4 separate regions of the Sus scrofa genome follow, and regions 1, 2 and 4 are each linked to region 3. A link is a contact called in public HiChIP or PLAC-seq and promoter capture Hi-C data. All regions are on one chromosome and are shown on one strand. The core of a region is the stretch at or near the end of the contact, and the rest is flanking DNA. Distances in the headings are between cores, read along the strand shown. Region 1 has its middle 11 kb from the start of C1QTNF4. Region 2 holds the start of ARFGAP2 (ADP ribosylation factor GTPase activating protein 2). Region 3 holds the start of SPI1 (Spi-1 proto-oncogene). Region 4 holds the start of DDB2 (DNA damage-binding protein 2).

Region 1 (6,824 bases), core at 3,026-5,525, 220 kb after region 3:
TGCTGCAGTTGGCCCAGGGACTTTCTTATGCCATGGGTACCGCAGGAAAAAAAATGGGGATAGTATATGGTTGATGGGGTGACTGATAAACACCCCCCACACACACACCCCCATCAACCCCCGTGCTCATCTCAGGTTCAAGAATTTTCACAGGTTATATTCTTGGTGGACTGTACTGTTTTCTTTCCCTTTCTGGATAAGGTACTTCTTTTGGACACATTGCAGTATGTGTCTTTGCCTGGTGAACCTTCCTTCGATGAGCCACGCCCCTCCAGCCCAAGTACAAAGACCCTTGAATCTGGTTGGTTGACCCTGAAGATATGGAGGGCCAGCTGCATAGTTTCAGTGGGGCTGACCCTGGATCCTGGCACCTTCAGGTTGGGCCTGTGACTCAGGTCTGGCTAGTAGAGCATTCCATCCCCCAGACACACTGAACAGAATGGTTTACAGATGGGACATGTGTTTCAAGCCAGAGCCCTTCAGGGGTTTCTTGCTGGAACTTCCCTAAGAGATATTTACTCATCCTCTGAAATTACAAGCTCTAAGAAACCATGTGAGTAAAGCTGCCATTTATCATCTTGGTGCCAAGTGGAGTGAGGGAAACCAGGCAGAGGTGGGCCCAAGGGACACTGCCTTTGTTTGCACCATCAGATTAACCACTGGCCATTTCTGTCGCTTGAGCCAATAAATTCTTTTTCTAAATTAAGCCAATTTGTTGGGCTACTGAGTATGCAGCCATAACACACAGCTTGACCCTTTTGTTGTTGTAAAATCACAAGCTCCCCGTCATCAAGGTTCATTTTCAACTCCTTGTTTAAATCTGTTCCCCTATTTGTATGTACAAAAACAGAACTCAGTCCATGTGCATGACATACTAGAAGCTCACCAGACTTATAGACCCAGGTCTGAATTCTGGCTTTGTCATTTATCAGTCTTGGGCCAATCACTTAACCCTTCTGAAATTCACTTTTCTATCAGTAAAATGCAGCTGTATTTTATTTAGTTGGCTGTTCTATGGGTTGGAGCTAATGCATATATGGGCAGGTCATATAGGAGACCACCAATAGTCCGTTATTAGGTGGTGAGTACATTTATGTTACCCTGATAGCTTTTACTCTGCAGTCTATAGATGCACTTTTTAATTTTTTTCTTTTTTTGCTACCCCTGTGGCATATGGAAGTTCCTGGCCCAGGGACTGAATCTGAGCTGAAGGTGCCACCTACACCACAGCTGCAGTAACCCTGGATCCTTAACCCACAGTGCTGGACCAGGATCAAACCTGTGCCTCCACAGAGACAAGCCGGATCATTAACCCACCGTGCCACAAGGGGAACTCCTACATGCACTTCTTTCCAGGTCACATCCATCTCTTAGCTGTCATGGTTTCCAGGTTTATCATGGACTTGACCAAGGAGAGAGCAGGAATGCACAGGCTTTTGGAAAAGATGGAAGATGAGGGGGTGGACAGGAATTTCAAAAATCAAATGGAGAAGAGATGGAATTAGTCTTTTTAAAAACATGCAACTGCAGAACTTTACACCCACTTTCTATTTATATATATCCTTGTCTCTCAGCTTGGCTCCTCCTGCACAAGGCTCCAGTGGAAGATAACAGACACAAAGAGCAGCTGCTATTGAGGTACAAATATGAAGTGCAGAGGAGGCTGTAGGAGAATTGGGACTGTGGGCTTAGGGTGTTATGGATTTAGGGATGCTAGGGCAAGAAGTCTTAAGAAACGTAGGTCAGAAAGTATTTTGTCCCTTGCCGGAAGCCTGTATAGGCAGAGGAAAGTTGGAGCCATCCTCCATATCCACGTCGTACCCTAGAGCTCCAGCTTTATCTACTGCCTACCGTCCTGCACTGGTGGCAGGAAGAGAAGATAGAAGGCTGCCGAAACAGCTGGGCAGAGATGATGTACGTGGCAGTGGGGATGGAGGAAGGATGACAAATTCAAGAGGAATTTCTGAGAATCTAGCAGTGACTTCTTAGAAGAGGGAAGGGCAGAGAGGAAAGTCATTTCCAGGGTTTTAGATTGGGAAACAGGGTGATCAGGAAGTGTTTAATGAAGTTTGAGAATCCAAGTACCACTGCAGGCTTGGCTCAGAGAAGGGCTGAGATGTAACTAATTGAATTTGAGGATCCTGAAGGACATCCATTCATTCGACAAACATTTGTTGAGTACTAGGTGTTAGGTACTTTTCTCGGTGCTCATTATATGGCAGAAATACAGCTCTGAAGAAATGTTAGGACTGTCATTTGAGAGGCAGTGCCACTTTCTCTCAATTCTTGGCTTTTATTAGCTCCATGACTTTGCCTATATTATCTATACTTATAAAGTAGCCCTTCTCTCTCTTTTTGTCTTTATAGGGCCACACCCGTGGTATACGGAGGTTCCCAGGCTAGGGGTCGAATTGGCCTATGCCATAGCCACAGCAATGCCAGATCCTTAACCCACTGAGCGAGGCCAGGGATCGAAACCTTATGGATCGAGTCCTTATGGATGCTAGTCAGATTCATTTCTGCTGAGCCATGATGGGAACTCCTCTAATTCTCAAATAACCATGACAGCTACCACATACCAAATATTTACTGTGACACTGTACTCAGTTTAATGTGCCAATAAAAGAATTATCTTCCTGAGGCTTAATATGATCAAATAACTAGTCTGAGGTCACACGGCTAAGTGACAGAGCTGGAAGTTGCTCCCATTCCACCATCCTGCCTCCCAGTACCCTAGCCTTAAAAAAAAAAAACTGCTCAAGGCCACTCCTTCATGAAGTCTCCCCTGAGTTCCCCCAACCTGATGTGAGCTTTTCCTCTTGTGGATGCCAGGGATGTGGTTTCAACCTCTCCTGGCACACCCTGCCTGTCCAAGAGCCATCACAGCAAGTGTTCAGGAGACGCAGCGAGGATGCTTTCATGCACCAGGCTTTTTGCTGTTTTACATGCTTCTCAATTTACTCCTCTCCAAATTCCTAGCTTTTACCTTCTCATCAGACCGCATCTCCTTCCCCAGAGCACAGGAATGCCACAGGGGCCAGGGAGAGAGTTCTTGCACCCTCACCGCCTGGAGCACAGGGCTCTGCACACTTAGTAACTGAGGGCTGTACTTACAGACTCTAAATGTGGGCCCCTCAGGGGAGGAAGGGCCTGAGATGCTGAGTTCCAGGGTGAGGTGAGCAGTCCCAAGCAAGCTGCGGCTCTGTTCTGTTTTCACTCTCCTTTTCTGTTTCCAGCCAAAGGACATTCTCAACAATCTTGGTGATGCCAGGAGGCCCAGACGGGATGGAAAACCAGTAGGCACACTTCTGCTTCTTGTCCTTATCTCCCCTCTGGCTCTTCATGCGACTCCATTTGGAAATAAACTGCAAAACCTAATAGATTTTCCATGGAAATGTGGCACATACCAGGGAACAGTCCATTCTCCTGGCTGCCTTAGTGAGGCCAAAATCGGTGCTAGAGAAGGTTCTCTCAGCCACGGTGTCATCCTGGAGACTTTGAGGGGGTGGGGGTGGGCAGGGTTTCTTTCATTATCTGCTCTCCCTCTCAGCAAGTTGGTGTGTCTTGAATAGCTCCTCCAGGTCACAGCTTTGTTCCCTCCCCGCTTTTCCTTGACACTCTCCAAAGCACTGTTCTCCAGCCATATTTTGGTGTTTGGAACTAATAACTATGTATCTGAAAACACTCTTTTTCTGGGTGGCAGTAAGTTGATTCCAGAACAATTGTGGTGCTTTTCTGTTTTGGTTTGTTTGTGTTTGAGAGGGCCTAAAAAGCTCCTGGGCCTTGGATTTTTTTCTTTCTTTTTCTTTTTAGGGCCACACCTGAGGCATATGGAGGTTCCCAGGCTAGGGGTCCAGTCGGAGCTACAGCTGCCGGCCTATGCCACAGCCACAGCCACATCAGATCTGAGCCACATCTATGACCTATGCCACACAGCTCACAGCAACACCAGATCCTTAACCCACTAAGCAAGGCCAGGGATTGAACCCGCAACCTCACAGTTCCTAATCAGATTCATTTCCACTGTGCCACGATGGGAAATCCTGAGGCCAGGGATTGAACCTGCACCTCAGCAGCGACCTGAGCTGCAGCAGTGACAATGGTGGATCCTTAACCTAATGCGCCACAAGGGAATTTCAGAATAACTGTGGTTTTAATACAAAATCTGCCCGATTGGTCCCAGACAGGAGATTTGGGGCCTGGACTGCAGAGGAACCCTTTTAGGAGAGCATGACAAATGGGTATTTCAACATTTTGTCTCAGGGCCATGGAATCATGGCAGCGTTAGACCCGCCTCCCCACCAAAGCTTGGGGAAGCAGCACACAGACGAAGAGGCTGAGTCATATGGACAAAGCTGGCTGTAAGGGAAACACTTTCAGTTGCTTTAGAAATCAATTTGTTACCATCTAAGATGTTCTCCAGAAAAGTTGTTTTTTGATTGATGGCAAAAAACCCCCTTCCATTTGCAACTTTTTCCTTCTAAGACAAAAATCAGAGGCCAAGATCCTGACTCTCTCAAGTCTGAAGACTTAAGATGAAGGATTAATAGAGGTGGAAAAAGTTAAATGAGAGTTTACATGTGACATCCTTAAAGAAGCCTTAAAAAAAAAAAAAAAAAAAAAAAGTCTCTCCAGAGGAGATAAAATACACATCTTTATATTTAAAAAATAAACCAAAAGGACTTCCCTTGTGGCACAAGAGATTAAGGATCTGGCCTTGTAGCAGTGTGGGTTGCTGCTGTGGCACAGGTTCCATCCCTGCCCCTGGGAACTTCCATATGCCACAGGTAGAGCCAAAACCAAAAAAACCCCTCCCAACCAAAATCCCAAAGATAGAGTATTCTGGCACTTAGGGAGGCAGCCTGAATGAACCTGTTCAACATGCAAGGCTTTTCTAGAAGAATCCACAGAGAAGCTGACATGTACATCACTGTCAAATGTTATCCTTCAAATGTAGCACAGGTTCCAATGCATTGGACTGATGGCACTCCTGGGAATAAATCCTTTGCTTTCCACATCTGCATAAACCATAATAGTCCAGAAAAGTAAGAGTGATCATTTCTTTTCAGTTGCTTTACTTATTTTTCATTCTGAAGAGGCAAAAACTATGTCTTTCCTGATTTAAGACGATTCTACTCTATTGTGAGGGAGGTTAGTTCTTTAGTTTACTGATTTGATTAGAACACACAGCATTGCTCCTGAGATAGACCAATCACTTATCATTTGGTTCACTGGCTACTTCTTTCTCAGCATTTCATTGCTTCTATGAAGCAGTAAACATGTCTTGGAATTCAAGTCAGGTTTGAATCCTGCTCTGAAACTCACTAGCTCTGTAATTTTGAATGAGTTACTTACTCTGAGTCTCATTTTATTTTTCAAGTAGGACTACTCACTCTACCAAAGACTGTGAGAATTAGCACTTACACCTCAGGCCTGGTAGTCATTACTCACCATTATTCTCTCTTCTGGCTTCCTCACCTGCCATAACACCTTAAACTGACCAACTTTATGTACTGCTACTTCCCCAGCTACAGTTTTTCTATACAGCCCATGAGGCTAATGTTTTAGGGGTCTGTTTTTTTTTTTTTTTTGTCTTTTTGCCATTTCTTGGGCTGCTCCTGCGGCATATGGAGGTTCCCAGGCTAGGGGTCTAATCGGAGCTGCAGCCACCAGCCTACGCCAGAGTCGCAGCAACGCAGGATCCGAGCCACGTCTGCAACCTACACCACAGCTCACGGCAACGCCGGATCGTTAACCCACTGAGCAAGGCAGGGATCAAACCTGCAACCTCATGGTTCCTAGTCGGATTCGTTAACCACTGCACCACAACTCCCAGGGGCCTGTTTTTTTGGTCTCTTTAGGGCTGCACCCGAGGCATATGGAGAGTCCCAGGCTAAGGGTCAAATCGGAGCTGCAGCTGCCAGCCTACACCAGAGCCATAGCAACGCTGGATCTGAGCCACTTCTGTGACCTGCACCACGGCTCACGGCAACCTCAGATCCTAAATCCACTGAGCGAGGCCAGGGATCAACTGTGTCCTCATGGATACTAGTCGGGTTCATTAACCGCTGAGCCACAAATGGAACTCTTTAGGGGGCCTGTTTTAAAGGGCTAAATATAGTAATTTTTTTCCCACAGACACCAGAGAGAAGTAATGCCACTGTGTAGGCCTTGAACTCGGTGCTGGATGTAGTCCCCCACCCCCTTTTACTTTTTGCTTTAGGGCCACACTTGAGGCACATGGAAGTTCCCAGGCTAGGGGTCACATCAGAGCTACAGCTGCTGGCCTAGGCCATGGCCAAAGCAACTTGGGATCCAAGCCACGTCTGCAACTCACAGTAACGCCGGACCCTCAACCCACTAAGTGAGGCCAGGGATCAAACCTGCATCCTCATGGATACTAGTCAGATTCATTTCCGCTGCACCAATACGGGAAGCCCTTGTAGTTTCCCTTTTCAGTTTAGTGCGCAGTATTATTAGCAGCCTTGGGGGAGGAAGAGTTTGAAAGCAAAGATCTCATCAGGTTGGGAGGACTATGAGACTTCACTAAAAGATGGCACTAGAACTGAATTTTACTGTACAGGAAAACTTCAATGGGAAGAGGGGAGGGAGGATATTTCTAAAGTAGGAGATCACTGCAAGGCGAGGGTATGTTTAGGTAACAGTAAGAAGCTGGGAAATAGGACTCTGTTTAAAGTTTCCTTTATCCTATGGTTGCTTACCTACTCTGGCACTTCTACAAGTACCCCAAAATTCCAGAACACCCCCCCACATTCCTTTCTTCAATCAAGCTTCAATGACCATCACTGCCCAGACGGAATATT
Region 2 (6,441 bases), core at 2,838-5,337, 160 kb before region 3:
AAGCAGTCTACCTTCAGGTCCTGACCGCTCTGTCATACTGCCTCTCCCCACCTACCCCTTTCTTAGCTGCCGCTGGCTTCTTCTTGCCAATGAGGGAGGTTTTCAGTTCTGTGTGAGAAAGAGGGTGGGGTGTGAGCAGAAACAAAGGAAGGTCAAAGGCAGCAGCTCAGTGCACACCATGCAGCTTCCTGGCAAGAGCTTCTACAAAGAACAGCTTCAGGCAGGGGAAGGCACAGCTGCCGCCACCGGCTCCACCAATGGTATCAGGATGTCCAAGCCAAGACAGGTAAGGTTAGGGGAGGTTACTGACTCTCAGCAGATAGACACGAGAATCTGGCCCAGAAGCACCAGAGACAAAGTCCCTGACCCAACACGAAGACTGCCAGGCAGGGGCAGTGCCAAACACCAGCCTGGACACCTAGAGCAGAGAACCAGCGAGCAAGGGGCTGGGTTCCCTGAGCAGCCATTACCTCTGGCAGGAAGAGTCCCTTTAGGTGACAGATACATGGACTCTGGAGAGAAACAGACTTGTGGCTAACAGGACGTCCCACCCCAGAGCCTCCATATTGCTCCCAAGCCCAGAGGCCTTCAGAGAGCCTCATTCCAGAGCAGGCCCTGCCAACCCCCTCACGCGGTCAGTCTGAAGGTCTACTGCTGGCTTTCTGCCCCAACCCCGAGGGCCAATAGAATAAACAAGGTCAGCAAATGGACTGTTCACCCCGAACTAAGTCTGAAAGACATTAAGGAAAGAGCAGAAAAGAGCTGAGGGGCCAGTGACTGGCTGAGAAAGGACAATGTTGCCTCCAACCATTAATAACTCAGAGCTGTCCCTCCATCCCAGAAAATGGACCAGACAGGCCAAGTCTGCCTCAGCCCCCAGCCTCATGCTGGCCTAACCCAGCCCCACGACCAGAGGCAGACCCCAGGCCTGGGACACCAGCCACCCAGGTTCATCTATGCAAAGGGCCTGCTCTAAAGTCCTTGCAGCCGATGTTGCAGCCATGACTTCAATCCCAGGCCCCACTGCAGAGATCAGATGCTCGGTCTTCAGGAACCTCAGTCCACATGACCGGACAGCAGATCTGAAAAGAATCCCCGAGGCCCACCCTCTCCCAGGTACCCCACACCTGCCAGCTGGCATACTGACCCAGAGAGGCTTTGGGTGAGGTGCCAAGCAGGTCCATGTTGGGGCCGTGCTCTGGTTCTGCGGATGCAATGGTGGAAATTAGGTGTAAGGCTCAAACCTTCCTACAGCCTTCTCTTAAGGGAACTGATGGGACAACTGTAGGGGCGCTGGCTTTCCTCAGCTTTCTGACAGAAAGGAATGCCCATCACATCCTCCAAGGGAGTGAAATGAATCCCCGCCCACCCAGAGATGTAGGAGACCCCTCACTCCCATCCCCTCAGCCAGGTGTCCCATTCTTAGCCCCAAGTCCTTTGCCGGGACCAGGGCCCATGGTTGGAATCTGGGCTGTACTCACGTGCCAGGCCACTGCTCTCTGCAGATGGGGCTGGCTGCTGGGTCTCAGACAGATCAGTAGCTGGTGCACTCCAGGCAGGGGGCTGAAAAGGTCAGATGACAGAAGCCTTGATGAGCCATTCCTGCTGGCGAGGAGTGCCAAATACCTTGTGGGTACATAATCTGATTCCAAGCCCACAAGGAAAGGAGACTGGAGGTTATCAAGTAAAATTACATTTGCTATTCACCCCTCCACTATTTACTTAGAGCCAGAACCCACTCCCCTAGTTTAATAACAATCAACAACCATCACCAGGTGTCAGGCACAAGTCTAAGGGTTTTTTGCATATAAATACGTTTAGTTATCACAACAAACTTTTTGAGGTAGATACATTCTCCATCGGAGAGAATGAGCTTTTGACAGGTTAGATGTCTTAGCCACAACCCTAGAAATGCAGATGCAGAGAAGCAGAGATTCAAATGGAGTCTGACTTCAGCACCCAGCAGAGGGGAAAGCTTCTCCCAGGGGTGGGCTGCTGGGGAGGGAAGCCTTTCAATGCCCCATCCACAGTGCCTCTGTCACAGGAGTAGAATTCAGGAAAAGGTGTTTGGGCTCCTGATACCTCCTGGGCCTTTAAGAAGCTTCTCCTCAGCACCCCAGTTTATAGGGGTCTGTTCCCAGGGAGGGGAGAAGGGAACACCTGGATCCACCCAGCTGTGGGCCCCGGACATTCCCCATCTGAGGTATGACACCAAGGTGAATGGACTCCATCTGTCAGGAACAACTATGAAAACATTCCTCGTGGGCACTCACTTGAGTGTGTTCGGAGAAGAAATCAGAGTCCTTCTTCTCTGGGGAGTGGCTGGGAGCACTACTCATATTGTCTATCCAAAGCTAGAAAGGAGAAAACACCCTTGAAACCCAAGGTTCTGAATATTCCCAGTCACCTCATGTCCCCAGCCTGGGGGAACAGGCACTTACATCAGTGCCATGCCTAGCCAGGGCCGCACTCCCCAGCTGCCGGATCTTTTCCCGGTACATCTGGGCAGCTCTGCTATTATATTTGGTGTTGGCATCATTGGCTGTGCATCCATGTTGGCGGAAGAAAGCTGTCTGGAGAGCAAAGAGAAGAGAACGTGCTACAGTTGATTCAGCCCAGAGCAAAAGAGGCAGTCCCTCCTAACAGCCTGATACTATTTCTACAGGATGATACACCCTATTGACACCAAGAGTTTTTCATCAAGTTTCTCAGAAACTCCTGCAAAAAACCACAGTCTCGAACCTCTGAGATGAATGATGGAAGCCCAGCCCTCACTCAACTTTGCCTGAGGACAGCATGCTGTACCCACTCTGCCCATCCTTCATCCAGGCCCCCAAGACCGTGATGACTGCGAAGGCCCCAACTCCCTTGGCCTTGCCCCAAGAATGTCTGTCCAGCTCGGTTTAAAACCAAAGCCCCTTTGTGAAGAACAGGGATACATTTCCAAGTTTAGAGAGTAGGGTACAGTGTTGCCATAGACCAGAGATTTCTCCTAACTGAAACTGAGAGAGCCTTCAAGAAGTCACTGTAGAGTCAGTACTCAGGCAGAAGAATGGGGGTGGGAGGATGGTAAGAAGGAGCTTTACCGCATTGGCATTCCCGCCGACCTGCATACACCTCAGCTGGAACCAGTTCCAGTTGGAATCCAACTCTGTGGACCTGTGTGCAAGGGCTGCGTGTCACCTACCAGCAGGTTCCAGGAGACGCTTCCCTGGCAGACCCACACCTGTCATTTGGCCTCGGGCTGCAGCAAGCGCCCAGGAAATATTCATCAGCCGCCACCGTGTTTCCTCCATTCTACCCTATCCATGAAAGCCTTGCTCTACATCCATCTAGTCAGATGGCTACCAATTATTTTCCAGATGGAAAGGAGGTCAAATTCTCAAGCACTCAAGCCTGGACTCGACCTTCCCCTTAAGCACAGCCACAGTCTGGCTCCAATGTATCAGCAACAAGATCAATGCAGATAACTCTTCCCTGAAACTGACGCTCGGAATGTCAATTCTGACTGTCAGGAAAGAAAGGAGTTTTGACCCACATGCGGAGTCGAACCGGCTGCGTGGTAAGGGGCCCACACTGGCTGTTTCCACTCATGAGAGGATCGCAAATACCGAACTCAGGGCGATCCAAGTTCAAGCAGCCACTCTCCCCCGATGAACCCCGGGCGGCAGGGTGGAAGCACAGCGGCCGCGAAAAGACCCTACCTGATGAAGCTGAGATGGACGCCCAGGGAGCGATGCACCCCGGAGCAATCAATGCACAAGAAAACACCATACGTGATGCTAGCCCAACTCGGATTCTTGGCGCCACAGTCAAAACAGGCCTGCGTGAAAAAGGCGATGAGCGAATGGTCAGGGGCCCCAGGTCCAGGCCGAGCGCTGACACCCCGGGAAGACAGTCCACGCCCTCCCTCTCCCTCCCTCAGGCGCCAAGGGAACCAGGGGAGTCCCTCTCGGCCAGTGCCTGGCCCTGCCCGCCTCCCACTCACGCACCTTGTTGGTTGGAATTGCGCGAAGCCTCTTAAAAAGAGTTTGGATCTCTGTCTTGCTCGGCTCGGCCGCCATTTTCTCTCCTTCCCAGATTCCAGCGCGAGCGACGGGTCGCGTCACAGGCCAATCCGCGGCCGCGAACGCGGGTCAGCGGGTGGGGCTCAGCGGGGGCCGGCCGGCCTAGGGGCGGGGTGATTTGTCCGGATCCCGACCAATGGGCGGTCGGTGGAGCAGGAGCCGAACCATCAGCGGCCTGGGCTCGGCGGCAGTCGCTCGAATCCACGCCACGCCGCGCCGGGGCCAATCCGCAGTCGGGGCGGGGCGACGGCTCGCCCGCAGGCCCAAACGTCGCCGCAGAGGCGCCCGCAGGTCCGGTCTTCTCCAGAAGGTGGAGCCATCTCTCAGGAGCGTGGGCTGCGAGACGGGGAAGCCGGCCTCTTCTCGGGCCAGATCCCAAAGAGTGAGTGATGATTAACAGTCCTACCAAGCACTCCTGGGCCTGCCGCCCTGAACGGGAAGGTAAACTGACTGGGCTCCCGCCCCGCTCAGAACTCCTCACCCAGCCTCCAGTCGTGGTCGGCTCGCATCTAGCCCTATCTCGAGTCCCTTCCGCCCCAGGTTAGGGTCCCAAATCCAAGTTAGGGTCCCAAGTCCAGAGCAGGTACCAAGTTGACAACCTTTGCCCAACCCCCACCCCCATAATATACTTCAGGCCCACGACCTCTCCTCAGTGCCTGGCTCCAGATGCCCTCGGTGGCCTGGCGGCGGAGGGGCGGGGGGTAACAAAGACGCACACAAGCCTGACAGTGTTTTGTTTTTCTTCCAAGTTTATTTTTTCCAAGTTTAATACACACTAGAAGCCACAAAAGAGTGCTGCTAGCCCAGAACTACACTCACCCCAAGCGCGCCCCAGGAAGCTCAAAACACAGACTGGGCACTGGGTCCACAACTCCTGGGGAGACCAGGGTATTCCTGGGGAGGCCCAGGCACCCCTGAGCCCTTTTGTTACCTCCTGACCTTCCCACCTTCCCCTCAGTCCAGACTCAGTTGGCCCTTCCCTACCAGTCCCTTCCTAGAGGCAGGCCCCTTTGCTCCTGGGAGTCTCAAGACTTCCTCTCTCCTGAAAGGGACAGAGGGCCACCAGGGGCAGCATGGTTCAGGGCCCTCAAGTCCAGCTGCCCAGACAAGCTAGGCTCAGACTGAAAGGGGTGGTGGGGGTGGAGAAACATGTAGAAGGGCTGTAAGGGCAGGTCAGGCCCCCACACACTCAACGTAGTTGGCAGGGTACAGGCCAATCCGGCCACTCTGCAGCTGGCCCTGGCACCAGCCCTGCTCATCCTCCTCGCTCATCTTCAGCAGCTCCTCCCCTGCGGAAAGGGGGATTGGTCACTGGCAACTGTCCTAGCCCAGCCCCAGCCCTACAATTGGGTCAAGGACTTGGGGGGAGGGGGAGAACCCAGCTGGAAGAGACTTGGCTCAGGCAGAGAGAGGTCAAAGTCAGCCCCCCCACCCCCACCCTGCATGCAGCAGTCAGGCCCCAGCTGGTGACTTTGAGAGGCAGGTGAGGCTCAGAGCAGACACTGACTCCTGGAAGCTGCACCCAGGGCAGCCTTGAGAGTCAGAGAATTAGCACTTGAGAGTTGGGTATCTAGCTTCCCTTTTCCACCCTCCTGCTCAGGCTAGTAAAGGGGCAGGGGTTGGGGTAGAGGGGCTGAAGTCTGAAAAGAACCAGGAAAGGGGCTGCAGGGTACCTGCTCGGAAGCTCAGCTCATCGGCTTCCTGGCCCGCGTAGTCATAGAGTGCCCGCACCCGGACCCCAGTGGCAGCCTTCCGGGGGTTGTCCTCGTCTGACCACTCCTCATCCTGCCTGCCACTAGAGAGGGGAGGACAAGGAGGCAGGCTCAGGGCCCAAGGAACACTTTGAGCAACAGAGCCGAGGACTCAGGGCTAAAGGCTCCTCCCCTGGGGAGACATGTGGGGAAGACCTACAGATTCTAGTCTGAGTCTAGTCTGCCACACGTGCCTGTGACTCAGGCGCACTTCCTACCACACAGAGTTGACATGAGCAGTTGATGAGTGGGGGCATGGGAAACGCCTGGCAAATCTAAACCACCATGAAAACTGGCATCATTACAATACATGAGTAGGTCCTAAGGTCCCTGGCATCAATTTTCAACCCGGAGTTCCCGTCGTGGGTCAGTGGTTAATGAATCTGACTAGGAACCATGAGGTTGCGGATTCGATCCTTGCCCTTGCTCAGTGGGTTAAGGATCCGGTGTTGCCGTGAGATGTGGTGTAGGTGGCAGATGCGGCTCAGATTCCATGTTGCTGTGGGTGTGGCGTAGGCCGGCGGCTACAGCTCCAATTCGACCCCTAGCCTAGGAACCTCCATATGCCGCCGGTGCAGCCCTAGAAAAGACAAAAAAAAATTTTCAACCCACTTCAGGTGTGA
Region 3 (6,849 bases), core at 870-3,369:
GGGGTCAACTGGCATATCCACACACTTGTCGTCACCCGAGCCCTGTTTACACTCACCTGTAGACACACATAGTGTCCCCCAAATTAACACACGAATCCGTATGCTCGCTGCCAAATGCATTCACACACGTTCACACCCATATCCTTCCAGGGTATTCCTCCTGCACACTCACTCCACAGAACACATGCTTGTCCTCCTGCCACTTTCCGCACCCCACTCCCCTCTCTCACGGCCTGTGCCCAGGCCACTGGCAGGCCCAGGGCCACCATGATGACCAATGGCTAGTCACACTGATGGAATTTCCAGGATTCGCCCAGGCAGGCTTTGGGGGCCGTGGGCCAGAGCCTTGACCCTCTTCCTCCCTGCTCCTCCCATCCACCCACCTCCCTGGGCTACTCCCTCCCCCCACCCCCAGCACAGGGACAAGCATACCGGCTTCCCAACAGTCACCAGGCCTCTCCCCACCCCCGCAGTATGTGCCCAAGGATTGCACAACAGTAACTCTGGCCCTCAGGGTCTGGTTTGAGGAGCAGCACTGCCTTAGGAGCCCACCATCCAGGAGCCACGCCAGACTAGCCCCTGGGCTGAGGAGAGGGGCTGAGGGGTTTGGTGTGGAAGCCCAAGATATGTCTCCTATGCAGCTCTCCCTGGGGTTCAGAGACTGAGAGGTCAAGGTTCAGACAGGGTGGCTGAGCCCCTGGGCCTGTGGCTTTCTCAGGGCAGAGGTGGCTCTTCCCAGGACCACCTCCATCCGCTCCTGCCTGCCCCCTCAGACTCTTGGTCCCAGGTTGGAGAAGGGTGGGACCAGGCCAGGTGGGGGCTGGCTGGCTCCCAGGAGGCCGGGATCCTAGCACAGGGTTTGTGGGTAGCACAGCCCCACAGCAGGATGTCAACCTGGGGTGCCTCCCTGGGGCTCTGAGGCCTGGCTGGGTGGTGGGGGTGGTGAAGGGAGCTGCATCCAGGCCAGGAAAGCTGAGTCAGGTGGGCAGGTCCTGCCAAGTCCTTGCCAGCTCCCCGCAAGTGTCCCTACCCCTGCTGAGGGCAGACAGGGTGGGAAAGGGACATAGGTCTTCTCAGAGAGGCCCAAGTCTGACACCTGCCAAAGGCTGCAACTGTCACTGAGAACAGGAGCAGAAGGGGTCCACCCCAGACGGCTGGCCTTCCCTCCCTGGGGACCGCTGGGACGCCTGCTTCTTCTCCTCCAGCCTCAGCCCCTGCCTTCACCCCAGGCTCACCCTTGACCAGACCCTACCCCAGCCTCAATCTCAGCCGCAGGATGTCTCCAACCCCAGCTCCTGCCCTCTTCTTCCCGATCTCCAGCCCTAACTGCATGGCCAGTCTCTGCTCCCCTCACTGCTCCAGCCCAGCGCCTCCCCGGCCCCTGCCTCCGCCACTCAGGGCCTGGGCCCAGAGCTCAGAGCCTTAGGACCACAACTATGTCCTCTGTGCCAGGCCCCAGCCTGGGTGTTGGGGACTCAGGCTCAAGACAGCCTCAGTATCCAGGAGCACCCAGGCCCTGGGCTGAGATCTCTGGCCTGCTGCCTCCTGCCCATGAGCCTTTACTGTCCTGGGGGCCGGCTTCCTCACCGGCAAGCCAGTCTCCTCATCTCCTCCGCCACCACCTCCCTGCCGCCACCCTCACCATCCTCAGCCCAGCACCCTGCGCTGGGGCTCAGGCCTGCCACCCGAGCCCCAACTATAAATAACCGTTCAGGCCCCACCGATCACAGCCCCACCGTGGGCCCAGCCCTCAGCCCGCCAGGGCATGCTCCGAGGAAGCGAATGGCCCCCTCGCTGGGTCTCAGGCCAGGAGCTGCTGGGAGGAAACACCAGCTTCCCACTGATAGCCGGAGGGCAGCCAGCGGGTTGGTGGGCTGGCGGGCAGGCGGGCGGGCGTCGGAGGGCCGCGGGCTGGGCTGGTAGAGGAGTCCCGGTACTCACAGGGGGGACGAGGGGAAACCCTTCCATTTTGCACGCCTGTAACATCCAGCCGAGCTCCGAGCCTGTCAGGTCCCCTGCCTCGGTGGGGGCCAGTGCGGAGCCCCTTGGGATGGGGCGCCCCGTCGGGGGCCGGACGGACTCGGGGCGGGCGCAGGGCTCAGGCCTGCCCCTTGAGCTACAGGAGCCCTGGGTGAGCCCCCTCCCTTGACATTGCAGGGCCAGCGCAAGTTCCTGATTTTATCGAAGGCCTGCCGCTGGGAGATAGTCCCCTTGGGGTGACATCACCACCCCAGCCCGTTTGCATAAATCTCTTGCGCTACAGGAAGTCTCTGGCCGGCTGGGGCAGGTGGTGCTCCAGGGGCTGGCCTGGGAGGCCATGGGGGCCAGGCCCCCTGCCCAGAGGAAGCCGGGGACTATGAGGGGCGGCCTTGAGGGCTGGGGTGGGGAGGAAGAGAAGGAGGGAGGAAGCCTAGCTTCACCACTGGGAGGCCTTTGCTGCCCCCGCCCTGCTGAGGCTCTCCAGCCCCTAACCCCACAAACACCTACCTCTCTAGAGACCCTCCACGTGCCCAACAGTCACTTCCTTGGGGTCAGAGCTGGTAAGGATGGCCTCTTGGGGCCTCCATTTTCTGGGGTCAGGCTGGCTGGCTGAGGGCTCTGATCCAGCTGATTCCCAGGCCTGGCTCTCCCTGGGCCCTTGGGCCCCCAGCCCCTCGGTTCTGCCAAGCCTAGCGCTGGGCTCCGGGCCAGGGTCTTCAGCATGGTACCACTTCCCCTTTCCTCCTAGTCCTTTTACACTGGCTTCCCTTCCACCAGAAGCGTTCTTCCACCCTCTCTTCCCAGTTTCCCAAGCACCACCGCTTCTCCCAGATCCCTAAGTGCTCTATTCCCAGCCCAGATTTCTCAGTTTCCCCACCCCTGACCAATGCCTTGATATCAAACCTTTCTTGTCTGTCCATCCATTCATCTGTTTTCTCATCGATTTGTTTATCGGTCTGTTTGTCAATCCATCCATCCACTCATGAAAGCCAGCCGTGCATTCATTTGTCTATCAGTTTATCCAACTATTCACTCGTTAGCCCATTTATCTATTAGTCTATCACCCATCCACCCATTTATCTGCTTGTCCCTTTAGCCATCTATATGTTTATATATCAGCCCATCCGTGACGCATCCATTTTTCCATCTGTTTATCTACTGTATATCCTGCTATTAATTTGTTCACCCATTAATCCATTCATCCACCTGTCCATCTAGCCATCCATCCATTCATACATCCGTCCATACATTCCCCCAACTACCCAACCATCCAACCCCCGCATCCATCCATCCCTTCATCCATCTATCTATGTATCATCCAATCATAATTGAGTTCAAGGGGAAAGGAGAGGTAACGGACAAGATCCCTGCCTTCAAGGAGTTCCTGATCTAGTCTGGAGGGCAGAAGGATGAATAGAGATATTTTTTGATCTATTGATCTCTGATGAGTCTACTTCTCTTGAGAAGAACTTCTTGAGTGTTCCGTTTCCTCCCCTGAGTAGTTGCTTTATATCCCTCCCCAGTGACTTGCCAGCCTCCTTCCTGTCACTGGAATCCCAGATCCCCTAGTGCTTATTTACTTGCAGCAAAGACCAGGAATTCACAAGTCTGTGTTCTCCATTAGATCTTTTTTGCCTACAATCTTCACTGATTTTTTTTGAATGCACTCTTGGGACTCTCCCAGGGGTCCGAGTTACCAGACCTCAGGACTTCCAGGAACTTGACCAAGGCCCTCCCCAAAAAGGAGCAGATCCATCCTTGTCCCCACTTTCCCATCAAAGTCTAGTCCTAGCCCATTGGATGTGTGTGGGGAGTAGGTCTATTGCACCAGGTCCTGCTTGATGTGTTCATTCATTCATTCATTGTTCTTTTTTTTTTTTTTTTTTTCTTGGTCTTTTGAGGGCTACACCTCTGGCATATGGAAGTTCCCAGGCTAGGGGTCAAATCAGAGCTTCAACTGCTGGCCCGTGCCACAGCTACAGCAATGCAGGATCCAAATTTCATCTGTGACCTACATCACAGCTCAGGGCCACGCCAGATCTTTAACCCCCTGAATGGGGCCAGGGATTAAACCCACAACCTCATAGACACTATGCTTAACCCATTGAGCCACAAAGGGAATTCCCAATCGCTAACTTTTGATTGAGGCTCCTCCACGTGCTGGGCCCAGAAAGGGGACATAAACATGAATGAGGCATGTCCTTGGCCTCCAGGAGCTCACAGGCCTGCAAAGAGAACAGAGGTGTAAGCAGACAGACTGGTTCTTCGGGGCTGGGGCACAGAGGTGCCAGGGAACAGTTAATTAGGTCAGGGCCAAGGGCAGGAAAACACGAGTGAAAAGTGAGGGAAAGAGCATGTCTGGCTGAGGAACCAAAGTCAAGGAGCAAAGTCAAGGAGGGGAGAGCGAACAAAGGAGTCACCAGTGAGCTGCTATCCTCTCGGCTAGAAGCAAGACAGGACAAGAAGGCAATGAGCTTTTTGAGTCCCCAGCCTGGGAGCTGGGGTAGCAGACCAGGTCAGCTATGGGTCCCTGAGACCTAAGTCTCAAGGCGCCACAGGAGAAGAAAGAGATGCCATTGTCCCAAGTCTGGCCAAGGCCAAGGGGCCTGGGTAAGGAGACCCATAAAAGATCCAGGGCCCCAAATCTCTGGAAATTGGCAGAACTGTCCCTCACGTTCCGTGCCCATTCATACACCAGCAACTCCTGCTCTTCCTTCCTTCTGCTGCCCCTCCGCCCAAAGGGCACCCGAGGCCTCTTCCCAGAGCCTCCCATTCATTCCCAGAGACCTGCAGTTATTTGAGGCCTTCAAAATAGGATCTCGATTCTAGGCAGTTCCAAGCAGAGCAGGGAAGGTCTGACAAACCACAGTGCCAGGGCTAACGGCTCCTTAATAGGGAGAAATTATTTTCAGAGTGCCTGTGCTGGCTGCTTCCACCTTTGTGATTTCACATAACCAGGACAACCATCTATTACACTGAGGCTCAAGAGGTCAGTGACTCGCCTAGAGTCACACAACTCGGGAATGGAGATCTGGGGCACGAACCTGCCTTCTGGGGCCCTCAGAAAGGCTGGGTCCTAGTGCGGGGGTGGGGGGGGGCAGGGAGGAAACAGAAGTGGGGGTGAGGGGGGCGGTGACCAAAGAGGGAGGGAGAGAGGAGACAGGCCAGCCAGTGGGGAAGCAATGGGACCTCAGAGGAGCACAGGCCTGGCCTCTTGCTTCTGCAGCAGAGGATACAGGACCAGAGAGGGTCCCCAGCTGGCTGGAGCTCATCAGGTGCGTCATGTTGGTGTGTGGTTCACATTCTTGTGGGTAAGACATTGGTCTGAGACTAAAAATCTTAGTTGCTTCGGGGGACAAGAGGCAAAAGAGTTTTTAAATTATTTTATTTTTGAATAGGTAAAACACGCTATATAAAATCTAAAAGGTACCCATTCCCCAAGTCTTGGGTATTTTTCTAGCAATAGTCTAAGCAGACAGAAGCATAGAGCCAGATAGAGTCTTTTTTTAATTTTACGCAGAGGCGGTGTACTAAATACACTATCCTTCACTTGGGCTGTTTCTTTTCTCCCCCCCAAATCCATCCCATGCCCATGCATACAGAGCTGTCTTTTTGCTGTTGTTGTTCTCTTTTTAGGGCCCCACCCGCAGCAAATGGAAGTTCCCAGGCTAGGGGTTGAGTCGGAGCTACAGCTGCCGGCCTACAACACAGTTATAGCAGCTCGGATCCAAGTCTCATCTGTGATCTATACCATAGCTCACAGCAACACTGGATGCTTAACCCATGATTGAGGCCAGGGATCAGCCTGCATCCTCATGGATACTAGTCGGGTTTGTTCCTGCTGAGCCACAATGGACACTCCCTGTCTTATTCTTTTTAATGACAATACATTCATCTGCTCTTTGAAAGGACTGTGATACTGTTTTTTGGTTGTTTTTTTTTTCTTTTTTTTGGCAGTCCTGCAGCATATGGAGTTCCCAGGCCAGGGATCAGATCTGAGCCTCAGTTGCCACCTGTGCCACAGCTGCAGCAACGCGGGATCCTTTAACCCACTGTGCCAGGCCGGGGACCAAACCTGCATTCTCATGCTGCAGAAATGCCACTGATCCCATTGTACCACAACGGAAACTCTTAGATTGTCATATTTTTCAATCATGAGAGATCCCATTCATACCAAAGTATGCACAAAACATTTATGTACAACTTAAAAAATAATTGTGAAGCTAACACTACTGTAACCACCATCTAGGTCAAGAGATAAAACATTGCCAGAAGTTCCCGTGTGGCTCAGCAGCTTAAGGATCCAGCATTGTCACACGGTGGCCGGGGTCACTGTTATGGCACAGGTTTAATTCCTGGCCCAGAGAATTTCCATATGCTGTGAGTGCAGCCAAAAAAAAAAAAAAAAAAAAAAAAAAGCGCAAAAACAAACAAAAATGTTGCCATCACTACAGAACCATCCCCCAAATATTCTCCCTCTCTCTAGAGGTAACACTATCCTAACTTTTTCAATAATTATTTTTCTTCATAGTTTTCCCACTTATGTAAACGTCTCTAACAGTATAGTTTAGTTTTTATCTTAATAGATTTTCGTCCTTATCCAAAAAGAATCAAGGTGTAAATATTCTTTAGGGTCCTGCTTCTTTTTTCCCCACTATGTCGTTGCATGTAGCCATGGGAGGTTTTCCTTGCTGTGTAGTATTCCATAATTTCAAAAGTTATTTAACCAGTCTCTTTTCTATAGACATTCAGATTTTTTCCAATCTTTGGCTGTTATAAATAATACTGCACTTGCAGTTCTCTTGTGGCTCCGTGGGTTGGGGATCGAGTGTTGTCACTGCTGCCATTGCTGTGGTGTGGGTTTGATGC
Region 4 (6,229 bases), core at 1,511-4,010, 140 kb before region 3:
ACAGCAGAGACAGAAGGTGGGGTTTGGGGGTATTTACACAGCTGTCTGACACTTCCAAAGCTACGCAAAATTATAATTTTGAAAAATGGACACTGTTCCCAGAGTCATACTTTCATTTTGCATTATTACAAATATATTCATTTTGGGGCATTTAAGTATGTATTGGAGGTGCCAAGCAGCAAGGACTCTGAATGCTGTATTCAGTCTGTTTCCAACCCTTTAGGAAGAATTTAAACTTCAGCTCCTTGAGGCCATCATTTATAAACCACTGGATGCAGTAACTGTGTGTGGGAAGCCTGCACACACCATCCGTGTGGATTACGGATGGTTTTGCAGACTCAGCAGTGTTTGGATCCATAGACAGCTTGATCAGAATCAGAGTCATGTATCAGCCTGCAACAAGAAAACAATTCCTACTAGATGGAAACTTCCCACAGGGAGGCCAGAGTTGAAGGCAATCACTAGTTTCTGCTGCTTTAATAGCAGATTTTAAAACTGGAAAGGATCTGCGAGACCACCTCCTCTCTCCCCTTCATTTTATGAGGAGGAAACTAAGGCATAGAGAAATGAGATGGTGACTCCAGGATCAGAGTCTGAGTACAGTGCTCTTTCCACCATGCTATATTATTTGTTCCAGAAAACACCTAAGCCACATTTTGTTTTGCAGATCAAAGAAATTGGCATTATTTAGGGTCATGCTCACGGTCTACTCAGCTTCCAGTGTGAACACGAGACCTTGATTTGCTATCACCAGCAGCTTTTGAATGAATTGCCTTGTGACGCTTTATGTCAAAAGTAGCATTACAGATAGAATAAAAACAGCTATAAATAGGGTTTCATGCACATCCTCTCCATGGCGTGAAACCAGAGCAATCCTGTACCGTTCGCCTCATTATCAGATCAGCAGTATCAAAAAAATATGTATTGAAGTTCTCGTTGTGGCTCAGTGGAAACGAATCCGGTTAGTAACCATGAAGTTTCAGGTTTGATCCCTGGCCTCACTCAGTGGGTTAGGGATCCTGCATTGCCTTGAGCTGTGGTGTAGGTCGAAGATGTGTCTGGGATCCTGCTTTGTTGTTGTTGTGGCTGTGGTGTAGGCCAGCAGGTGTAGCTCCGATTTGACTCCTAACCTGAGAGCCTCCATATGTTGTGGGTACAACCCTAAAAAGCAAAAAAAAAAAAAAAAAAAAAAAAAAGCATTATTTGCTTTTGTCCACTCTGCACCTAATGGTTCACCAGATGGGAACATCTGACATCAAGTCCCTGAGCTGCTGCTTTTGGTAAAACAAAGCAAAATCCAGGGTAAGGAAGGCCCAGCATACAACCTGAGGCAAAGCATTTTACTGGTACGTGCAAGGGAGGTTTCCACTGCTCACACATGGGTTTTTTTGTTTGTTTGTTTTTTAGTCTACCATGGAAGAGTCTTCAATACTAAAAGGGATTCTGGGAAAACCTGACATTTCCTTTGTTCATGAATCCAACATGGCCAACTATTACCTCCTTGCCTTTCTGCTCCTTCTGCCTGGAATGCTCTCCCACTCTCCTCTCCCTCGATTTCCCCTCCAGATTAAGCTTAAGTATCACCTTTTCTGAGAAGTCTTCCTTGACACTGTCCCTTCTTTACCCCACTCCAAGCTGAGTTCAAGTGTCCTTTTTCTGTGCCCCCTGCCCCTCCAGAATCCAATGGTTCCTCTCTCACCAAGCTTATAACACTCTACAGTAGCTGTATGTTTATCTATTAAAAGGCACACTTGGAGTTCCCGTCGTGGCGCAGTGGTTAACGAATCCGACTAGGAACCATGAGGTTGCGGGTTCGGTCCCTGCCCTTGCTCAGTGGGTTAACGATCCGGCGTTGCCGTGAGCTGTGGTGTAGGTTGCAGATGCGGCTCGGATCCTGCGTTGCTGTGGCTCTGGCGTAGGCTGGTGGCTACAGCTCCGATTGGACCCCTAGCCTGGGAACCTCCATATGCCGCGGGAGCGGCCCAAGAAATAGCAAAAAGACAAAAAAAATAAATAAATAAATAAAATAAAAGGCACACTCCATGGGGAAAAAAAAGAGTATTTTTTTGGCCACACCCACAACATACCGAAGTTCCCAGGCCAAAGATTGAACCCTTGCCACAGCAGTAACCAGAGCCACAGCAATGACCATGCCAGAACCTTAACCCACTGGGCCACCAGGAAACTCTAGGAAACAAGAGCATGTTTAATTTCAGCTTTCTCTTTGACTGGAATAATGTCAGAGTATGTTTTTGACAGATGTCAGTAGAATGAATTCTCCTGCTTGCCACTATTCAACCACCCCCTTGATCTGGCCTCTCTTACTTTGCACAAATCCTTAATGTGATCAATTTTCTCCTCCTATCCTATTTATAAATTTTAATGCCCCAAGCCAAATTCCACCAGGGACACTCCTGTGGTTGAACTCTAGGTCTACTGCTCATTGCAACAGAACATGCATACCACGGGGAATGGTGGGACATCTCTGTAAGAAGGTATTAGAGGGAGTTCCAGTCATGGCTCAGTGGTAACAAATCTGACTAGTACCCACAAGGAAGCAGATTCGATCCCTGGCCTCGCTCAGTGGGTTGGGGATCCAGCATTGCCATGAGCTGTTGTGTAGTGCTCAGACACGGCTCAGTTCTGGTGTTGCTGTGGCTGTGGTGTAGGCCAGCAGCTACAGCTCCGATCAGACCTCTAGCCTGGGAACTTCCATATGCTGTGGGTGCAGCCTTTAAAAGACAAAAAAAAAAAAAAAAAAGAGTGAAGGTATTAGAAAGAACTTACAGGATTGGTTTGTGTTGGATGGCTTGGATAATAGTTCAAAGAAGTGAAGTTTTGCTCTGGATTGGAGGCCGAAAGGAAACAGGGGTGATCCTATGATTGGGCATCAATAAACCTTATCTATAAGGTGGGGGGAATGAAGCAAAGCCAAAGCTGTGATTAGCAAAGAACCTGCAGTCACTCATTTTAGCTAAATAATAAGGGTCTGTTTGGTCATTTTTTTTGTGGTTTGGACAATGTTCATACTTTTTTCTGTGTGCAGTGATCTTGTTTTTGTGTTGATCTATCATGGTCACAGAATGGCCTTGTCTGTGCTGATGTTTTGTGAAATTGTTTATTTGGACAGAACGTTAAGGCTTAGCTAATAGTACCAGGCCAGCTCCCAGATGCCAGGAGCTGATTTTTCTTTTTCTCATGGTTCTCACACTCATTCCTAACTTTTACCAGTCTGTTTCTTCTCCTAGGATGCTCTTCTCTGCCCCCCTCCCATCCCCAAACTCCACAAAATCCCATTTTCCTTATGAGCTTTTCCTAAATATTCTTTCTCCATTAGATTATATTTTCTGAATGCATCTAAAAGTGTTTGTTGGCTTACAATATAGTACTCAGTTGTGTTCTATCTTGAATTGTTTGACTTGTTTCACATGTATTTTTCCTCTTAGTAGATTGTAAACGTTTTAGCGGAAGGGTCATTAAGGATCCCCCAGAAATGAGCACCCTGCAGAGGTGAAACTAATGGCTGGTCTTAGTAAGTGGGCTGGGGACAACTTGCTTCTGTAACGGAGCTACAGGTCTGCAGAGGAGAAGCCACCAGCGTGCCCTTTCCCCTGGTGGTTGCCATTTCTAACACCTTGTGCTGATTGGAAGAAAGCTTTTTCCAGCTTTTCTTTTGGAGTATTCATTCCTTTCAAGAGATATTTTTGCAACTCTATTCTGTCCCTACCTGTCTGAAAGCTCCTGGAGTGTAGGATCTACCACTAATGCATGTTTGCCTCCTCTCACCCTCCCAAAGCATCTGGCACCAGACTTGGCGGGTGGAAGGAAAGGACCAGCAGTCCGACTAACCCCAGCTTCTGCCTGGCTCGTCGCGGAAAGTGGGGTGCATCCAAACTATCTCCCTGTCGGGCCGGGCGGGACACCTATGAGACTCCCTGCCTTGGCCTTTGGCTGAAATCGTGTGCACAAGGCCTCAGCCCAGTTAGCTGCACGCTGTATAGGCCCATCGTCGCTGTCCCACGCTGCTCTTTGGGCAGACACTCAACAGGTTTGGAGAAACTTTAATTAAAAGCTTTGAGTTTTAACCACTTTCTACAGAGAAGCTGAGATTCGACGGAGCTGGAGACATTTAAGTAATTGCCACAGACCGCAAGGCCGGCGGAAGGAATCGGCTCGGTTTTCACAGCGGGGAAGCGGACAGCATTGTATAAAGCCGCCCCACACCAACTGTACGGATCAGCCAATCACAAAGCCCGAGAGGGTGTGGTCACCAATTAGAAAGTAGAGAAGGCGGAGCCGAAGGCTTGATTGGCATCGGTCTTGGGTGAGGGGGCCCATAGGCCTGGCATAGACCCCCCTGAAGAGGCTTCAATTCGGGAGGCCTTGCTCTGGCGGCCATTTTTATTTCTGGCAGGTCAGCTGACTTGGACTAGCTCAGGGCCAACACGTAGGCAGGCGGCATCCCTTTTCTCTGGGGAGCGGCTGAGGCCCTCCCCTTACACACTTCCCATCTCTCCGCGCGCGCCCCCGCCTTCCCGGTGAGCCTGTTTGGCGGGAAGTTGGCTTAGTTGGCTTACCTGTGGCTCAGCGGGCTCCCTGGTCCCTCCCTTATTTCTCCCCAGAAGCTTCTCAATCTTCCCCTGGTGATCTCGGCATAGGGCATAGTACCCCTTCGCACGGAGGACGCGATGGCTCCCAGGAAACGCCCAGAAACCCAGAAGACCCCTGAGGTGGTTTTACGCCCCAAGAGCAAGAGGAACAGAAGCCCCCGTGAGCTGGAGCCCGAGGCCAAGAAGCTCTGTTTGAAGGGCCCCGGTACTGCCTGCGCCTGCTGCTTTAATAATTCCGCCGTTTGGGGTTCTCACGCAAGAGGCTGGAGTGGGGGGATGGGTGTTCCTAGGTTCGAGGCTGTCCCAAATTTTGGACGCCTCAGGCTAGGAATTTTATCTGCAGGTCTTTGACGCCTTGGAGCTTGGCTTAACCTCCCTCAGGTGATGGGAAGAGGCAGATGAGTTACATTACAAAGGACACAACAGACTCCAAAATCCTTGTTTGTACCAGGATTTTTACACACTGGGGACTGCTTAAAATAATCCTACTTTGCCTGGAGGTGTAGCTGTATATCCTTGGTTTAGCTGCGAGAACCCTTCATTTCCTTCCTCTCTTCGGATGACGCATTTTCTGGGGTTTACTGCGGCTTGGACCTGGGGCTGTAAGGAATGCAGGGAATTGAAAAGACTGAAGCAGGAGGTCGTTGAAGGGTTTTTTGTTCAAGAGAAGAAAGAATTGGTTGTTGAGAGGTGGGATTCATAGAGGTGGGATTTGGTCCTCAAATACATGTTGATAATCCAGAGTCGCTTTATTCCTGTTCTAGGTGGAGCTACCTCCCCAAAAGTAGCCTAGTGAATTTAGCGCCACGCAGACCCTCTGGATCCTGCTGGTTTTCAGGAGAACAGATTGGACATGGGACCAACAATTGGTCACCACTTACATTACTTTAAAATAGAATTTAAAGAAACTGCTTTTTCTTAAAATCCTAAAATCTTTTTATTGTGCATTATATGTGATTTTAAAATTGTCACCCAACCCCATCAAGAGTTTTCCGGCCCCAAATGGGAAGAGTTCTGCAGTTCTTGTGTGTTTCTTTGGCGCAATTCTCAGGAACCCTGCAAGATCATAGTTAATTTCTCTTAAGAATTACTATTTTGGGGAATGTTTTTTGGAAGGGGTTGAATCCCTACTCACTATTTTTTGTGCTGGGTGAGACTGAGCAGAAGGTGGGAAGGCCTTAGGAGGTGATAAGAGAGATTATCTATGCCTAATGAAGCAAAAAGTCTTTCTTTCTGGGATGTTTCAGCAGAAAAATCACTCTTGAGTGAGAATGAAGCGGAAAATATGTGTCTGTTCTGCTTGGCAGGTTCCAGCAGAAGATCTGACTCAGGCTGCCTTTGGGCGGGGTTGGCTAGCCTGCGGGTCCCGGCACCATGCAGCAGCATCATCAGGGCTCTCCATCATTATAAGCTGGGCAGAACCTCCTGGCCATCACTACAGCAGGTGAGGTGTTTCCTGGCTAAAGTGCTCAAGGATTTGCATGGTGCCTTTTTACTACAGGATGGTCCAAAATTAGATGCTGGGTTGGGTTAGCAGATTGTCAGAGTGGTCAGACACCCACTTCTTGATGACTGGCTCACTGGGCACTCAGCCAGGTAGAAGTCCTATGCTGTAGGGG

What was found. Promoter capture Hi-C pulls out the DNA fragments that hold promoters and counts their contacts. HiChIP or PLAC-seq counts read pairs in DNA pulled down with a chosen protein or histone mark.
Region 1: a contact with region 3 is called in an H3K27ac HiChIP or PLAC-seq map of alveolar macrophages. The contact joins the enhancer-like site here to the promoter of SPI1 in region 3. A contact is called at or near these places in 2 of 5 promoter capture datasets (fetal liver and fetal skeletal muscle), 10 of 47 Hi-C or Micro-C datasets (embryonic fibroblasts, fibroblasts, heart right ventricle and 5 more) and 2 of 2 datasets of contacts at active chromatin or transcription factors (alveolar macrophages and skeletal muscle).
Region 2: a promoter capture Hi-C map of fetal liver shows a contact between it and region 3, with 2.8 times the contacts expected there. The contact joins the promoter of ARFGAP2 here to the promoter of SPI1 in region 3. A contact is called at or near these places in 1 of 5 promoter capture datasets (fetal liver) and 1 of 2 datasets of contacts at active chromatin or transcription factors (alveolar macrophages).
Region 4: a contact with region 3 is called in an H3K27ac HiChIP or PLAC-seq map of alveolar macrophages. The contact joins the promoter of DDB2 here to the promoter of SPI1 in region 3.

Annotation. Positions count from the first base shown.
Region 1 is chr2:15,005,657-15,012,480 of Sscrofa11.1, reverse strand. No RefSeq gene overlaps it. Among named protein-coding and RNA genes, the nearest start is that of C1QTNF4, 11 kb to the left of the region's middle. Within about 2 kb of position 4,275, at least 7 of the 83 cell types and tissues checked have an H3K27ac peak or open chromatin away from gene starts, as enhancers often do. A contact at or near this core is called in alveolar macrophages, embryonic fibroblasts and fetal liver, where this site is marked.
Region 2 is chr2:15,388,249-15,394,689 of Sscrofa11.1, reverse strand. ARFGAP2 (ADP ribosylation factor GTPase activating protein 2) reads right to left here and starts at 4,087. Exons shown (of 16, transcript NM_001244552.1): 1 at 3,993-4,087; 2 at 3,705-3,823; 3 at 3,087-3,159; 4 at 2,442-2,573; 5 at 2,274-2,354; 6 at 1,482-1,563; 7 at 1,148-1,204; 8 at 56-108. The coding sequence starts at 4,064. PACSIN3 (protein kinase C and casein kinase substrate in neurons protein 3) reads right to left here. Exons shown (of 10, transcript XM_021085228.1): 9 at 5,741-5,862; 10 at 4,797-5,356. The coding sequence ends at 5,241.
Region 3 is chr2:15,223,201-15,230,049 of Sscrofa11.1, reverse strand. SPI1 (Spi-1 proto-oncogene) reads right to left here and starts at 2,119. Exons shown (of 5, transcript NM_001001865.1): 1 at 1,942-2,119. The coding sequence starts at 1,986.
Region 4 is chr2:15,367,154-15,373,382 of Sscrofa11.1, reverse strand. It overlaps DDB2 (DNA damage-binding protein 2), which reads left to right and starts at 2,760. Exons shown (of 8, transcript XM_013994357.2): 1 at 2,760-4,815; 2 at 5,918-6,054. The coding sequence starts at 4,689.